Linked DNA regions of Pan troglodytes: region 1 is linked to region 2. The links are chromatin contacts, called in public Hi-C maps. All regions are on one chromosome and are shown on one strand. The core of a region is the stretch at or near the end of the contact, and the rest is flanking DNA. Distances in the headings are between cores, read along the strand shown. Region 1 holds the start of PTCH1 (patched 1). Region 2 has its middle 170 kb from the start of ERCC6L2.

What was found. Hi-C and Micro-C count contacts between places; a contact is called where the count stands out from the background.
Region 1: a contact with region 2 is called in a Hi-C map of stem cell-derived neural progenitor cells, with 3 times the contacts expected there. The contact joins the promoter of PTCH1 here to the enhancer-like site in region 2. A contact is called at or near these places in 1 of 7 Hi-C or Micro-C datasets (stem cell-derived neural progenitor cells) and 1 of 1 datasets of contacts at active chromatin or transcription factors (stem cell-derived excitatory neurons).

The regions. Positions count from the first base shown.
Region 1 is chr11:42,986,041-42,989,824 of NHGRI_mPanTro3-v2.0_pri, forward strand. PTCH1 (patched 1) reads left to right here and starts at 2,156. Exons shown (of 24, transcript XM_016961227.4): 1 at 2,156-2,652. The coding sequence starts at 2,650.
Region 2 is chr11:42,460,882-42,464,237 of NHGRI_mPanTro3-v2.0_pri, forward strand. No RefSeq gene overlaps it. Among named protein-coding and RNA genes, the nearest start is that of ERCC6L2, 170 kb to the right of the region's middle. Within about 2 kb of position 2,095, at least 12 of the 24 cell types and tissues checked have an H3K27ac peak or open chromatin away from gene starts, as enhancers often do. A contact at or near this core is called in stem cell-derived excitatory neurons and stem cell-derived neural progenitor cells, where this site is marked.

The sequences.
Region 1 (3,784 bases), core at 906-3,405, 530 kb after region 2:
TTTATTCTTTAACAAGAAGGGAAGGGGAAACTTTGAAGAGGAACTTTTTACATTCTACAAGAGAGAACATTTCAAGCGGCTTCCCTCCTTCCTATACTTGTACGTTTTAACACCAGATTTTCTACTCCCTGCCTCATTATGCCACTCCTGCCCAACTCTAAGTACTTACACTCTTGTACAAAACAAACTTGTCTTTGCTCCCAATTGTAAAGCCTTGGACTAAGATAAGACTCATATGAACACATTCAGTCCTAACTAAGGGACAGCGTAGACCACCAGGACCACAAAGACTGGGTAGTTCTGTCGTCCTCCTGTCTGCACACTCAACAAAGGCGATTTCCTAGAAGCCCAGGTAGCTTTAGGGCTCCTCCCTGCCCAGGCCACTTCAAGGCCCTGTACTTAATTTTGTGTTTGCAGTTTTGAGTTGCTAAAGAAGCTCCCCCCTCCCCCTTCACTCTGAAAGCTGCCTAAGTCCTAGGCCACACAAAACTAGTGTCCACTCTTGAGTATCAGCCTTGGCCACCACTCAGCAGGAGCATGTAGCCAAGTGTGCTTCCATGAGGGTCTTCATTTTAACTAGAAAAAGCAAACTCCTCAAGTTCTGCTGGAATTTTCCTAGCAACTGTATATTGTGGGCCATTTAAATGCCCTTTGTCAGCTGTTTCTCTTTTTTCTTATCCCCCTTTCTCCCTCATATTCTAGACCCCTCTATTTGGAGATTATGTATACCTTCCTGTTCGTAACCCCACTCACATTTATAGATAAACAGGGCCCTTTGATATGACACCAAAAGACAGGGGGAAGTGTTTCGAAGGGAAATGTTGGGTTTTTCGTTGTTGTTGTTGTTACAACTATTGTGACTTTTAGAATCCATGGTCAGCCAATATGCATTTGAGTCCATTTTTGACTGAAGTCACTGGTATGAAAATGACCTTCTGGACCAGCCAAATTCACAGGGCTGCCCCCCTTCTAATGCTTAATTACTTAACGTGTCTCAAACACATACATTCTGGAAACTCAAATGACTCTGCTCAAGAATGGCTATGTCATCTTTGTGGGAGGGAGATCCCAAAACTCCTAGGATGATTATTATTATTTAATAACACATGGGGCACCTCTTCTACCCCCGCCCCGCCCCCCCCCCCCCCCCCCCCGCCCCCAACACACACACACCTAATCACACTGTCAGCCCAGAATGAAGTGAGAAGAGTCTGGCTTTATTTCAAGACCAGCTAGTCAGCTCTTCAGAGCTGCAGTAAATGTTCTCACTCCCTCTACCCTGCCCTTGTATCTGTAATTCATCTTTATTCATAATGTGGCCCATTTAAAGACGCAGCGTGTGAAACACCGTCTACCAGCGGCGGGGTTGAGCAGATAAAATGTCAGACATTGTAGCGGGGGCGCTCCCGAATAGAACGCTTCAGTCTTGAGCGAGAGCAGGGTTATCAGCGCGACCCACCAGCTCCTAGGTTTAGGCCAGTCACCCAAGGCCGCCTGGCACAGGACGGCACAGTAGGTGGGAGCATTTGGGTGGCATACCCCAGAAACCACAGGAATCAGAAGAGAAAGGGAGCAAATGTCAATCCGTGATTCTTCGGACCAGCTACCAATCTTGGTTTCCAAGGGACGCCACCTTGGTCTCTTTCAGAAGAAACGGCTTCCGAGGGACCGACAGGAATCCGCACACATCTCGTGCTGAAATTTCCCCGGGAAGGCGCTGTGATCTGTCCGGTTTTCCTGCTCCCCGCCTCCCTGGCGGCCCGTAGGCCTGTCATCTAGAAGGCTCCCAGCTTTTCCGCGCTTCCGTGGGAATGCGAGAAGGAAAGCCTTTGAGAATGCAAGCATGAAAGGTGGTGTTCTTCTGCAGTCCTCTGGGAACCCCCCACTTCCCGGAGCGCTGAGGATGCTAAAAGGAGCTTCCTTGCTTCCCCACACCTCCCCCGACCGGCATTGGGACAAGATGGCCAAATGTTAGCAAATAATGTTTGCGGGGGCGGGGGAGCCGAGCACAAGGTGGAGAAGCCGCGGGAGCGCGCGGAGACCCCCAGCCCGGCGGCCCCCAGCAAACACGGCCGCGGGGGGCGGGGAGAGGGTGGCTAGGTTCGCGGGAGCTCGCCGGGCAGGGCGCCTCCCAGGAAGGCGGGGAGGGGAGCGCCTGTTTACCCAGGAGGGCTGTGCTGATAGCACGTTCCTCGAGTTTACTTTGCTTTCCTTGAGTTTATTGTAAAGGGGTAAAGTTTTCGGATCCGTCACGTGACCCTGACAGGTCCTGCCTATGGCGCGGCAGACCACCCACGCCGAGGGCCATGGAACTGCTTAATAGAAACAGGCTTGTAATTGTGAGTCCGCGCTGCACTCCGCCGAAAGCCTCCGGCGGCCCAGCGCGCCGGGGTTTTTACACTTTCCGTTCCTTTTGTAAAGACGGAGGAGGAGAAGAAGAAGAAAACGGAGGAGAAGAAAAAGACGACAGGGGAGACAAAGAGACCCGCAGCGACAAGGCAAGGGGGAGACGAGGGAAGACTGGGAGAAGACGGAGGAGCGGAGGACGAGGAAAGGGGGGCCAGGGAAAAAAAAGGAATTGATGTGAAATCCAAGCCCAGCGTCCGCGCCATCGGCACCCGCGCTCCGAGCAGGGGTTGACGGCCGGCTATGGTGAGTGCAGCCAGCGCGGCGGCCGCCGACGCCACCTCGCCCTCGCGCGCCGTGCTCCTCGGGCGGCGCGGGGACACGGGGACGCGGGACGCCCCGCGCGGCGGACGGAGGAGCGAGCCCCGAGCGCCGGGCAGGAGGGGCGGGCCGCGCGCAGGGGCCGTGGGGCCGGGTGGGCTGCGCCGCCTGGGCGCGGGAGCGCGGGTCCCGCGCCTCCACGCTCGCTCGCACGCCCGGGCCCCCGCCCCCGAGGCCAGCCCCGCGTGGCGGGGAGGGGGCTGGCCGCGGCGGGCCCCGGCTGAGGAACGGCTCCGGGGGGAATTCTCACGGAGGGGGTCGCCGGAGCTCCCATTTTCACGCCTGAAAGGGTCGCCACCTTGGCTTCCGCTCATCAGCCTGGTGGTGGCTACTGACTCGCCAGCGGAGGCAGAGCTGGTGATGGAAGGGCTGGTGCGGAGAGTGACAGCGCCGAGGGGAGGGGGCTCAGAGCGCGCGCGCGGAAGCCGCTGCCGCCAGCTCGCGGGAGCAGCCGCAGCCGCAGGGAAGGGCACGCTCGCGCCCCGCAGACCCGCTCTCGAGCCCGCACGCACGCCTAGGGGTGCGGGACACCCGGGCTAGAAGAGACGCACCTTACCCACCTCCCCTCCCATGCTGCGGGAAAAGGGCCAGAGAGGCTTTTGGAGTTCTGGAAGGGGCGGTGGGTAAGAGAGGTGGTGTGTGTGACTCTTATGCCCACCGATTCAGGCGCTTGGGTGGCTGCCACCCTTACAGAGATGGGCGACCAGCCCAGTGCTTAGAGTGCAGAGTGCGGCCTCAGGGGAGCCCGGGGGCGGGCCGGACCGATTCTCACTTTACAGGCCCGGGCCCAGCGCTGAACCCCAAGACCCCCAGAAACTGTGCCTCTGGGTGACATGCGCTGTGTCTCCACGTATTTAGTACGTTCATGTTTAAAATGATGCTAGCGTGTGGATGAGCACACTCTCAGGGAAACTGATCTGTTTCCATCACCTAAGAAGAACCATATGGGTGGGTGGCTGTGGAAGACACCCACAGACCTGTTTTCCTGCACCTGGGAGAGAAGACCGTCTTCCTCCCTTTTTATCCTTTCTTCCTCCCTGGGGAGGAGAAATACAAA
Region 2 (3,356 bases), core at 845-3,344:
GCTTGGGTTGCTGGGTTCACAAGTTGGGCTAACATCGGATGGGAGCCTCCAGAGAGCGGGGAGAACCCACTTATGAAAGCCTGAAGATACAGGCTCTAGTCCGGCCTCTATCGAAGAGTGAAAAATGGCGGGCTCGGCTGACACATTCCTCGCGCTCCAGCTCTGTGGTCTCAGGCCACACCTGTCATGCCTTTCCTCTTCCCCAGCTACCGCACAGCGGGGTGGGAAGCTCTGTCCTAAGCCCTGCCCCAGCAGCATTCATACTGAGGTGCTTCTCTGAGAAATCCTAGCTGGAGATTCTCTCCCTCCCACGCCCTCTCTGCCTTCCTTCCAGCCACACTCTTCTAATTGTTTCTGCACTCTTCCTTCAGAATCGAAGTGAGGTCAGCAAATCGTGACTGAGCACCTGCTCTGTGCAGCGCCCTGCTTTTCCCTTTTGCCTGCAGGCTTTCAAGTTAGGTGTGGAGGCAGTAGTCTAAGATTCCAAGGTCCGTGGTTTCCCTTTGGGCCACAAGGGTAAGAAATCTGCTTCCAGTGGTCTCCGAGGACGGCCCATGGAGGACCATGGGGGATGGACGCAGCAGCACAATCACAAGACGCCCCTTCTGACCTGAAGGGTGGCCCGCCGGAGGGATGACCAGCCGGGGGTCAGGCACGTCCTGTGTGCCTTGGCTGGCTCCTGCCATCTGGCGACTCTGGCATCGTGATGAGCGTGGGGTCCACGTGGACGCAGCTCTGAGTTTGTCTGAGGGCAGGGAGGCCTCACGCTGCCCAGGGTAGGGTTACAGGAGGCTTGAAGGGGAGGGGCTTAGAGGACCCTGCGGGATTAGTTGGGAAGACCCAACCAGGAGGTGTATGCAGGGGGGAAATGTCAGGTGGTCCCCACCACCCACCTCACCAGTCCCGCGGGGAGGTATGGGCTTCCCCAGGCCTCCAGCTGCCCCCAGCCTGAGGATGTCTGCAAACTGCTCCAAAGTTTGAGTTGCAGTAACAGTGGTCCTCATTCACTGAGGAGTCCCCAAGGCCAGGCACTATCTAAGTCAGGCCCTTTTGTAAACCCCTCAGTGAGATGTCAATGCCCACATTTTATAGACGGGGAAAAGAGGAGCTCGGCTGGAAACTGTGCCCCGGGAACGCAGAGCATCCCGGGAGCCCGCCCCAGAGGAAGCCTGATTAGCAGCCTGGGGTGGCAGGAGGGGGTCCTGGCCGGGCGGAGGCGGTCGCCTTAGCAAAGCCCTTCAGGCCCTGTCCTCCTTGAATGGGGCTATTTGTCCGTGAACCCATAATATCGGAGCAGACTGAACTTCCTGGCAAACTTTTTGGCAGTCTTTCCCTAATGGAATCTCCAGAGAGAAGAAGTCCCCTGTCCTCCTGGCGTCACTCGTAACCTCCGGCCTGCTCCGCTCCAGGCTGTGCCCAGGGCGCCCTGCCCAGGGAGCTTGTTTGCTCTGGCAGACAGGGAGCCCATTCAGGCCCTCGGTGGCACCCGGTGAGTCTGGCCCGGAGGCCTGGCTGGGCTCCGGCTGGCTCAGGGGGACCTGGCGGGGCCTCCAGAAGCCTCCTTTGGCTCGGGTGGGGCGGGGGCGCTGACTTGACTCTGGCCCATGAGAACGACTGACTTTACAGTTCCGTCTTGCTCCATAAACCAGAAAGCCACTTCCAGCTGGTGGTATGAAGTCTGGTGGGCGGGTGTCTGGTGCCATCCTGTCCGGGCAGGGAGGGGTCCAGCCTGTGGTCTGTCGCAGGCCGATTTTACAGGCCGCCCGTCACCCGGAGCGGGAGCTCTGGCCGTGTCCACAGGGATAATATTTGTTGTACCTGCTCCCGACTTGGGACGCCCACAGCTTCCCAGCTTAGCATTTTAATTACGCTGCCATCAGAGAGCTTTCTTTTTCTACAAATAGGGGGTGCCTAGACTTTTATTTTTCAAAGGGTGGGAAACACTAGGTTAAGCTTAAACCACATCTGATTATGAAGAGGCTGTGAGTGATTCCACAGCCAGCCGCCACCCAGACTGCCCTGGGTGAGGGCGGCAGCGAGGGCTCTGGCCCGGAGCTCCCCCAGGGTCCCCAGTTCCAGCTCTGAAACAGCGAGAGAGCTTGCGGCCTGGGCTGGCCCCGCACGGGGACAGCAGGCCCACCTGCGGGAACACGGGCAGCTTCGCCGCGCTCCTGACTTCTTGCCTTGTTGGCTGAGCGGTTCACGAATAGCTGAAGGCTGGGATGTTTAAATATTAAAAATGCTTAGCTAAATAAGCTGGCCTGTTTGGTTTTGCTGATAGTCACAGTCTACCCACAGAGCCCTTTCAAACCTCGTCAGTGTTTTGGAAAGTGGATAAGGGACTCATTCAGTGAGGCTCAGGTTTACCCTGAGCCAGGAATGAAGCATGTATTTCATGAAATAAGGACTAGCCTGAGACCACACACAGAGGCGGCTGAACTCCAGCGGCCTCCCTCCCCTCCTTCCCCTCTCCCCCCCAACCTCCTCCTCCCTCTCTTCCTCCCCTTCTCCCTTTTCTCTCTCTCTCTCTCCCTGGCCCTGACAAACCGGCCATGACTGACACCAGGAAACCCGTAATCGGCGTCAGAGGGGGGTTTCCAGGGCTTAGGGGGCCCTTTGTTATCCTGGAGCTGATGAAAAAATGGATTACGACAGTGTGTGCAGCCCATACTAAAGAGAGCTCACAAAAAAGCCAGGGCCACCTCAACACGGCTTCTCAGAGAAGAAAACGTTGCAGCCAAATGGAATGGTTGAAATCACCTTTGTGTGGGAGGAAAGAAAAAAAAAAACACCTCACACATTTTCCCCAAGAATAAGGCTGGTTTTGTCACAACTTGCCCCTAGTTCAGCGGGTCTGGTAGATGCCCCCACCCACCGGACCCTGCGTCCCCAGCACAGCCTGAGGAGCCTGGCCGGCCTGGCTGCATGGAGCAGTTGCTTATGTCAAATCCATCACTGTGGGACACGGGGGAAACATGAGGTTATTAGGAGGAGGCTTCTTCGAGGACACACTGGGGCCACGTTACTTGCCCTCTCCTTGCCATCGCCCTCCCTGACTACAAACTTCAAGCCCAGCGAACTGCCTCTGACTGGGCGCTGTTTGAAGTTTGGGAGATGTGAGGCTTTCTTTTTTTCTTTTTGAACTTTTATTTCAAAGTAGGCTCCCGTCTATTCAGGGAGAATGAGGCACTTAAATTCAAGAAATATTTATGGTGCTTCCTAGGTACAATGAACCAGGGTAAATTTTGCGGGGGGAAGGGTGAGGGCAGGGACTGGGCAGGGTGACAGGGGCACAGCCTAGCCCCGGCAGCCCCCAGGGCCTATTGAAATGCTGTAGGGGGCTCCTTATTAAAGGA